2 separate regions of the Hordeum vulgare genome follow, and region 2 is linked to region 1. A link is a contact called in public Hi-C data. All regions are on one chromosome and are shown on one strand. Each heading gives the region's core, a stretch centred on a gene start, on an enhancer-like site or on the middle of the called end of the contact. The rest is flanking DNA. Distances are from core to core; before and after follow the strand shown. Region 1 holds the start of LOC123447267 (proteasome subunit beta type-2). Region 2 holds the start of LOC123447281 (nuclear transcription factor Y subunit A-7-like).

Region 1 (5,006 bases), core at 2,496-4,995:
TTGCTGCTGAGGGAGTGTACAAGCTACCTACTATAAATAGCAGTGGTGACTTGAAGACAGCTCTACAAATGCTTGGTGGCGTACCGTCAAGCAAAATAATGGTACTATCTGCTTGTTTCTTTCCTTTTCTTAATATGTTGTCAACTGTACTGGAGTCAAACCCTGTAAACCAGCAGCAACCTGGTTATATTAAGCCATTAACTAACCAAAGCTAATAATGCTTTGAAATAGAGCTGGTTAGATCCACTTAGCCCACAATTAGTTCTCCTGTTCTCCACTACACTAGTATCAAAGAATCTGCCATTACCGCACTATGTACACTCAATGAGCAACATCGTGTTAGATTGTTTGAAATGTAGGCTGTTATGCGCCTTTTGGTTGATATTGCTTGTTTAACATTTTATTGACCTTCTTTGTAGGCGGTCGAGGTCTTATGGACACCACAAAATGAGAACGACACATTGTCGGAGCGGGAACTCCTGGAAGATTACCCACTTTTGAGGCCCCTATAGAAGGACTAAGATGTATACTGCCCTGCCCCTATAAAGGATTCATTTTTGACAGTCCAGCTTATTAACTATAGCTCAGATTTTGCGTTTGTAAAAATATATGCTTGTAAGTGAAGTCACTCACTCTTAGCAGCTACATGGAAGTTTGCTCAGTGCAACCGTGCAGCATTGCAGAATCTGACATAGTATGGTAGTATTACTCGGTTCCTCTTCTGACGATTTGTAAACAAGTTTCCTCTGCATGAACACATTGGTAGCACCCACTGTTTATCGCGTGGCATTTTATTTAACGCTATGAATCATGTCAAGAAACACTGGTGAAGAAACGAATATAATGACAAACATGCAGATGAAAGTGTCCGTTCGGTTCCAGGTTACCAGGCTAAGCACAAGAGTAACAATCCCAGACAAGAAAGTGCATATGTATCCTCACATTACCATCTGCAAGCAAACAATGCCAAACGTTTTTTTACTCAGGTACATCGACAATTATGTATTTCAGATCGCACGCATTCGTGTCACTTTGACCAGCACCATTTTAGATTTAACAGATGGACACCGCAGCATGCATTATATGCAAATTCTCAACATCAACAACATCACAAGGGACAGTAATAAGCAGCAGCAGACATAAGCAGAAAGTCCGAAATAACCAAACCACAGCATTTGAGAGCAAGAAACAGTAAAACATATAACCATGAAAAGGGGGTCATAAACAGACTAGTCCACGCCTGGGAGAATTTGCAACACAGTTCTCAAACCGAAACGTATTGCGATTACATAGTGACAGTACTCAGAAACAATTAACAGGAAGGGTTCAGCCTCCAGCCAGACAAATGACCACCGACAGGGCCGATCACCTCAGGCAGTTGTTGCTACTGTTGCGGCTGTGGTTGCGGCTGCAGGACTGTCACCTCCGATCTCACGCCTAGCATAGTCCCTGGCGCCATCCTTGTCCACAATCTTGATGGCGAAATTCTGAGGCGCGACGACCAGCCGGAGTCTGATCTCCTTGATGCACTTGTCAACAAGGTCTACCGCTTCCTCGACAGTCATGTCAGGGTGGTACAACTTGTCCATCAGCGACAAACAGAAGTACGACCCGTACCCAAATGCTCCCTTGTCGATCTTGTGGAGTGTCGCGATGTAGTCAATGTAGTACATCGATGCACCGGCATCTTTATCAAACCCTGCAAGTATAATGTTTACAGAGTAGGGATTCTGCAAAATGAAACAAAGACATAACATCAGAAATTGTCAGGAGAATAAGATGAATACGGCGCTACGAAAATCAGTTATGATGCTGCTGATGAACATTAGTAATTTCAGTCAGAAACTAAGGTAAAGGGAAAAGATGTCACAGAGGTGCTGACCACAAAGTAAACGCAATTATATGTTACAAATGGAATAGTTAGGTGGTGTATCTCAAGTCTGCGCTAAATATCAGAAGTTTTTAATCTGTAAGTTGCAGCCAAGATTTCTCTCTAATAAACTTCCAACTAGGAGCCAAACAACAACAAAATGTAAAACAGACTGAGCCCTGTACTTGCTTCCTCACAGTGAATGTGCTAACTTCAGAATTATACAATTAGTGCAATTTAAAATATTGCAACATCTCTCTAAAATGTTAGTGAGTTTGCATGAGTTCTCACAAATGGAAACAACAATTTTAGTCAATGAATTATCATATACTACGTACAATACAAGCAAAAGATGACAACACTCAAGGTCCATAAGAAATCATGTCAAGTTTCATCTGGGTATATCACAAACATATTTAATTTAATCTGAAAATGCAGTGAAACATCATTAAGCTGGTATCTGCAACATACAATAAAGAGATTTTTATTTTTATGGCATTGCAAAATTCCAAATTAACTACATGTCACTATATACATAGATAGCAACAACAGAAAAAAAAATCATCCATAATATGAACAGATGACCCATAGGAAAATCAAAGACAGCTTAGAAGGAGCACTATCATGGTGATAGTTCTATCCACTGCACATTTGCTAAGTGTACTCTAGAACAGTTCTTTTGTATTACAGTACTATTATGTAAGTTGCTCTATGATCCCAATGATGGAAACATGCAGTCAACTTGGACTACCGTCGACGCTTTATTTTAGACAGATTTTTTTTGTCAAGGCAATTGAAGCCCATATGCAAAATTTAGTTGAGGTATCCCAACTAATGGAGTGTATAACAGGCATCTAACTTATCCAAAAATGTTTGACAAACAAATAACAGACAGCATTCATCAACAAACTGTAAATACGAATAAGAACACCTACAAGGCTACACAATACATTCATCAACAAACTGTAAATACGAATAAAAAAACTGTAAATACGAATAAGAAAACCTATAAGGCTACACAATGCATTCATCAACAAACTTTAAATACGAATAAGAAAACCTACAAGGCTACACAACAGTAAGGCATAAGACCCCATTTAAGTGAGCGAAAATCCCCAACCACATACCCTGCCCGTCGAACAAGAGGTCTAAACCAGCGAAGTAACCTGAACAAACCCTAAGAAAACGGAAAGGGTGTAAATCAGAAGAGGTGTCGCCTATGATAAAGGCGGGGGATAGCAAACCCTAGCCCCTCCATCCCAGGTACGCTAGTCACGGGCAATCCACAGCAGAACCGCTAGAGAGTACAGAAGGGAAATCAGGGCTGTACGCATCTGCACCTTGCGGAGGGCGGTGGCGAGCTCGCCGCGGGTGAAGTTGGCGGTGGCGGCGGTGCTGAGCGGCATGTTGTTGCGGAACTGGTAGAGGTGGAGGTTCTTCTGGATGAACTCGGTGAACTGCACGCTGTTGCCGCCCCGCGCCCCCAGGATTAAAAAAAAAGGCCAGATCGGGTCAGATCGAACGGAAAAAAGCGGGGCCGGGGCGGATCGACGGCGCGGGCGTGGAGGGAGGGGGGCGGGCGAGGTGGTTACCGGTCGCCGGGCTCGCCGGAGGCGCCCATGAGCTTGTGGGAGTCGAGGAGCATGATCTTGTCCTCGTCCGTCTTGTGGACGAGGATGCTCTGCACGGCCGACGTGTCCGCCGCCACCACCGCGAAGTCGCGGCCGACCACTCCGATGACGCACTCCATCGCCGGCGACGCCGCTGCTGGTTCGGCTGGGGTTCGTGAGGGGGGAGAGATTTGGGGACGGACGGGCGAGCGAGAGGGGTTGTAATTTGGGGGACTGGACTGGAGGCGAAGGCGAGTCCGGCTTCGGTCCCAAGAAAGAAAGGAACGAGCCGAGAGAGTCAGTCACGTCCGAGAGGGACGAGGACTTTGGGCCTCGCTGGGCTGGGCTGGGCTGCCTTGCGGTTACAGGCCGGCAAGTACACGCCTCATAATCGATGGAAATGTCTTCTTTCCTTATGGGTATCTCCGAGAAGCCAGCAGATCTTGTTGGTTGGACCTATTAACAAAGCATGGTTATGAGTTTCCGACTGGCTTCAAATTTAAAGGATCGTATAGGGCCCGCATACAACAGTTGATCAAGGACTTGGATTGCCTTCATATTCATCTTCAAAACTTGCCAGCAACTCTTGCCATATACGTGTGTACTTTTTGTAGAGAGGGAGAAAGCCAACACATGTACTATAAGCGATAACTGAACCGAAACTAAAAGAGATGACAAGATCCAACGAGTTTGGAGCTGAGACCGGTGCCACCGAAACCTGAACGGACCGACCTGCTATATCTTCCTCGTCATGTCATGTCAACCACAGCGAAGGAATTAATTCAGAATAAATTCAATTTCTCGTGGTTTACATGACTGGTATGAACATCAGTGAGTCTATAAACATTTTTGTTTACAATCGCCTAATTTGTCACCACCGCATGGGGCCATCCTCCCCGTTGCATCGACCTTGAAGAATCCTGCATATGTAGTCCATTGGGTGTTGATTGGTTTGTGTACCATTCAGTGGAAGGTTAACTGCTTGTTATCAAAATTGTCTTTTGAGACATCTTGTTCTTCTATGTATTTACTGCTCGATCATCAGACTGTCAAGAAGAGGACGCTCCAGGTGCACGCTCCCCCCTGCCGTTTTACCGTTCAGGTAGGCTCTGCAAAGACAAAACAGTCTCAAGTCAACCCAAAACGGCCGTTGCATCACATGCAAATGTCACCAGCCTGGTCAATGATGTAATGCTTCTCTAGACAAGCACCGGTGGATTCAGCGCAGCATAGAATGCCACCGCCAAAACGCAGGCGGTTTAGTGAATGTGATCAGTGAGACATCGTCTGAACACTTATGTGCTCGAGCATCGCATTAGAATCTACGCGCTGTTTCCAGTGAGATATAGAGAGAGTTGCTAACTTCAGTTCAGCGCGCGTAACAGCGCAGCAACGAAAAGCTCAGCTTGCAAGAAGTAGATAATATAGACCTTACACTGGTCGACTGGAGCTCTGTTGTCGCAGTATTGCCGTCCTCCTGTAATCAAAACAATAGAGCTGATTAGGATGTCCAGCCAAATACTCTT
Region 2 (4,859 bases), core at 290-2,789, 320 kb after region 1:
TGCGCCTCCCATCTAGTTGGACGCGACACCGGAGTAGGAGGAAGCCTACCTCCTGCACTGGAAGTCGCAGCACCTGTCGACGGAGCACGTGGAAGGCCATCGGCAGATGGCGCTGGAGAAGAAGGCGGAGGAGGAACGACTAGAGATGGAGGAGGAGGAGCGTCCGTGTTGCGCTCCCACCGCCACCAGCACAACCCACGCCGACAGGACAGACGATGAAGGCGTAGGCAACTGCCCTCTGGAATACGGCGTCCCCCTCGGTCCGCCCTGCGCCTATGTTGGTTGACCTCAGCGACGCCGCCGCCGACGACGACGACGCCTAGGGCTGCTTCATAGTTTAGGTTCTATTTATGTTTAATTAATGTAATGGGGATGCGTGGACTTTTGCGGGCCTTCGTTGCCGGCTTTTAATGTTTAATTAATGCTTGTTTATTATTTTTAGAAATGTTTTTTTTCACGCGAGATAAAAATGGATCGGACCAGCGTTAGACGCAAGCGCCGACCATTACGCCGAAGCGAACGTTGATGTCCGTCGACCTAAACGGACAAAAAACGAACAAAATAGTTGTCCCCTCTTAGAGTTTTTTTTTTGAAAGAAAAATCCTCTTAGAGATAGGTAAATCTTTTATGTTTTATCTCTTATCTCTCTACCTCACGCGTGTATCTCTCCTGGTTATTCCTTAGATCAACCACCTATGTAAACCTACGAGATCCTCTCTCGACTATATCAATAAATACATCGCGAGTTCCTGTTTAAAGGAGTTAGATGCTTTACCCATTTCCAACAGTTGAACGATGAGTGTGCGTTATTTACATAGTTGCATGTAATTGTTTGGATTTAAGATATACTCCTTCGATGAACTAACATAACATTTTTATATTAATTTACGAAGGGAGTACTAATTAAGATGACTGGCCGATGCCGGATTTGCCAAGCCTGGCTGTGCTCTAAGTTACTCCTCGTTGTGACCAACCATTAAGTACTCGATAGTTCATGTGTGTGGCGCCGCATAAACTATGATAGACCCTAATATATTTTTTTCCCTAGATTTTACAGGTGAATGCCTTTTTCCTGTTCAAGTGTATTGTTTCGTTATTTTTTTGGATGGTGGAAATCAATCTTCCTACTCCCTTCGTTTTTAAATATAAATTTTTTAAACATTTTACTACGAATTACATATAATTTAAAATTTATAAAAATCTATATAGTAAAATAAGTTTATATACGTACGTATGTTGTTTGTTGTATAATCTTTAAAATAATTTATATCTAAAAACGGAGGGAGTATATCGGATGGAAAAAGAGCATATGCCATGGCACACACGGTCATCAACCCCCGCAGGCACTATCCCGGGCCACCTGGCAGCGCCGCACACACTATTTTAATTAATCAACAACCAGACCGCAGGAGGAGACCAAGCATTAACACGAGGCACCAGCTTAATTACTTACTACTGTACGTGGATAGATAGAGTTAATTAATTAAGTGCAATTAACCCGCCACCCCCTCGCTTAGTCTAGCATTATCTCCTCCTCCTCCTCCTCCTCCCGTCGCCACCCACCTCGTCGCTCTCGCACCGGCCGCGTGGCGCTCGCTTTCCCTTTCCCTTTCCGCCGGCGCACGTCTCCGCGCTCCTCCACCCGTCCTAACAGCCATGTCATGTTAACCACCGCGATTATCCATCGCCCAATCCCGTCTTAGTTCCGTCCATCCAGCCAGCCAGCCAGCCCGCGTGCGTGCGTGTGGAGTGAGCTCGCCCCTGTCGTCCATCTGTGGCCGCCGATTGGCCGGCCGGCCTCTCGGGATTCTCTCTCAGAACGACTAGAGTGAGAGAGAGAGAGAGGAGGAAGACGCCCTATTGGCCGGGAGCCGCGCGCCCTCCCCCCAGTGGTCAGTCATCTCATCTCGCTCCTCTGCTCCTCCTTTTTATCCTCCTCCGCTCGCTTCTCTTGATTCGTTCCGATGCGGGACGACGGGTGTTTCCATTCTTGGTTCTGGCCGCCGCCGCCGGATGCGCGACGACGGATAAGTTGCCAGGAGGCTTATCCGAATTCCACCGGCTTGGGTTGGGTTGGGTTGGGTTGGGTCGGGGGAGTGGAGACGGAGAGCGAGTGCTGCGGGGATCTCGCTCGTGCGGCGTACGTCGTCGCTAGCCGTTGCCGGCGGCGGGGGGGAGAGTCCCGGCCGGTCGCTGTTAAGACCGGCCGCCGCGGGTCAGGGCGCGATATCCGTCGAATTCGACCGGCGAGGCGAGGAGACGGCGTCTGCTACTGCTTTGCTTTGCTCCGACGGCGGCGGCGGCGGGCGCCGGAGGATTTCCTGCCTCTCTTCCTCGGCCCGGTTGCACTGTTCTAGCTAGAGCATCATCTCCTTTTCACTGTTCTGCTGTGTGTTCCATTGATTGATTCAGGTTAGTGCGTGTCGAACAAACTGTCAATTGACTGTACTGTACTAATCTGTCAGCCGCTGCTACCACCATCACTATGCCGTGAACCCGGAGAAAAGTCGTTGATTGGTTCGATCCTGCTCAGTAGCAGTAGCAGTAATTGCTTCAGTTCCTGGTAGAGTACTCTTAATGATCACGATCCGTCTGTTCTTCTGAGCATCCGGCGCGTGGCAAGTTGAGTTTTTTTGAATGGGCAAGCTCTGAGTTTGCAACGCATCTTCTTCTCCGTTGACCGGCGAGTGTGCCATGTTCTGATGGTGGTGCTGCTGGAACAGCAAAAGAAGCTATGAGCGGCATGGGATCGCGGCCGGGGGAGAGCAACCTGGTGGAGCCAAGAGGGCTGCCGTCCGGCGGCATGGCGATGCAGCCCTGGTGGACGGGGTCCGGGTTCGGGGCCGTGTCTCCGGCCGTCGTCGCGCCGGGAAGCGCCGCGGGGATCAGCCTGTCGAGCAACCCGCTCGGCGGCGGCGCGGCCAAGGGCGCGGCGCAGGGGAAGAAGAAGAAGAAGAAGACGGTCGACGACGACGACGACGCGCGGGGCGAGAGCAGCGACGACGACTCGCCGAGATCAGGGGAACCAAAAGGTTTGTGTCTCTTGTTCTGTCTACTACTTCTACTACTGCATGATTTGTTTATTCCTGTCCTCTGTATTGTTTTCTTTGAAAAATCTTGGATTTTGTGAGCAGAGTGGCTTCAGCAAAATGATGATGAAACTAATGTCCTATCTTCATCTTGTAAACTGAATGTCCCTGAATAGAGAGTAAATATCTTCAGTAACTTATGCACCTGAAAAACTGATGTTATCATTGGATATGATCATGTCTGCAATTCACATACCTTTTCTTTTCTCGACAAGTGAAACATATTAACATCGCGAAAGATATCAATTACACCCGGTCTTTGCACCAACAAGATGTTGAAACACATCAAGGATGCATACAATCAAAAAAGAATATAAAAAGAACAGAAAACAGAAAGAAAAAAAAAGACGCCGTCACGGTGAACAATCACTAGCAGCAGCTGCACTCTAACCACCACCAAAGACAACATTCGAAATACTACAAAATAGGTTCTCTAAAAGCAAATTTACATACCTGATACTCGCTTCCTTGATGTTGTCTGAATGCCAGATGGAAGCTTTGATGAAGAGAAGCAACATGCTGCATCCCGGATGCCTGCTTTGGCGTCGGACTATTTACCACCATACTCACAGCTGGAACTAAGCCAACCAATGGTATGAACTCTTTCCCTACCTGGATTCTTTTTTTTCTGTTGATGTTTGCAAACATATGTGCGCTGTCTAGCGGCGCGATTCATCATCTGAAGGAGATGTGGGTATTGTGCAGGCTTCGGCACCGTACCCGTACCCTGATGCTTACTACGCAGGCATGGTTGGCCCCTATGGCGCTCAAGCAGTGGTATGTTTTTCATGTCAATTTAAACACCGGAAATCATCTCCCCCCTTGTATGAAATTCTAAATTAGCACAGTATATCCGTGCAAATTGTTGTATTACCCGGTAAACCTCGAGCATTTCTGAACTGCCTGCATTCCTTGAGCATTTCTGAAGTGTCTGTTTGCATTCCTTGTGGCACTCGCAGGCTCACTTCCAGCTACCGGGGCTGACCCACTCGCGCATGCCGCTGCCTCTGGAAGTGTCGGAGGAGCCGGTGTACGTGAACGCGAAGCAGTACCATGGCATCTTGAGACGGAGGCAGTCGCGCGCCAAGGCCGAGCTCGAGAGGAAGGCGATCAAGGCCAGGAAGGTGAGCAAATCAGTCTCTCTCCTCCGTTCGTTCCTGCCTGCCTGACCTGTGCTCCGTTGTTCGAGCTCCATTTTATAGTTTGGTAGTAGTATAAGCTCTTGCGTCCGATGCTGCGCGCAGCCTTACCTCCACGAGTCCCGGCACCAGCACGCGATGCGGCGGGCGAGGGGCACCGGCGGCCGCTTCCTCAACACGAAGAAGGACGAGCACGGCGGCGGCGGAGCCGAGGCGGGCAAAGGCGAGCAGAGCGCCTCCGACTACCTCCGGGTGGTGCCGCCGGACCTGCATCTCCGTCAGGCGTGAAGTGGCAGCACCTTGATGCAACCTAGAACAGCGGCTCCTCCTGGCCGCCGGCCGTCGTGCCACGTCGCCACGGCGTGGGGGCTGGTCGGGGATTCAGGGCCTGCTGCTGTGTCCAGGCAATTCATTCTTGGCTTTCGCGTTCTGTTATCACCCCTCTTGTGTTGGATGTGTGCGAGTGGAGAAGAACTAGCAGGCTGTGCGCGTGTGAGATTGATTGTCAGACTCGGGATGGATGGCGTGTGTTTGTATACTGCGGTAGAGTGGGATTTGGCTTGATTTTGATAATTGGGTACTGCACAGAAGAACTGGTGGTGTCAGCGTTCGTCAGTGTCGCGTGCTTCTC

The links. A called contact is a pair of places that touch in the nucleus more often than the background predicts.
Region 2: a Hi-C map of seedling shows a contact between it and region 1, with 5 times the contacts expected there. The contact joins the promoter of LOC123447281 here to the promoter of LOC123447267 in region 1. A contact is called at or near these places in 4 of 6 Hi-C or Micro-C datasets (leaf and seedling) and 1 of 1 datasets of contacts at active chromatin or transcription factors (embryo).

What each region holds. Positions count from the first base shown.
Region 1 is chr4H:11,920,260-11,925,265 of MorexV3_pseudomolecules_assembly, forward strand. LOC123447267 (proteasome subunit beta type-2) reads right to left here and starts at 3,746. Exons shown (of 3, transcript XM_045123857.1): 1 at 3,463-3,746; 2 at 3,211-3,334; 3 at 1,175-1,730. The coding sequence starts at 3,620. The coding sequence ends at 1,371. LOC123447264 (chloride channel protein CLC-d) reads right to left here. Exons shown (of 23, transcript XM_045123854.1): 22 at 4,911-4,957; 23 at 4,194-4,589. The coding sequence ends at 4,508. It overlaps LOC123447265, which reads left to right. Exons shown (of 6, transcript XM_045123856.1): 5 at 1-101; 6 at 420-772. The coding sequence ends at 512.
Region 2 is chr4H:12,237,614-12,242,472 of MorexV3_pseudomolecules_assembly, forward strand. LOC123447281 (nuclear transcription factor Y subunit A-7-like) reads left to right here and starts at 1,540. Exons shown (of 6, transcript XM_045123871.1): 1 at 1,540-1,892; 2 at 2,724-3,032; 3 at 3,579-3,682; 4 at 3,795-3,866; 5 at 4,049-4,213; 6 at 4,334-4,818. The coding sequence starts at 2,735. The coding sequence ends at 4,516.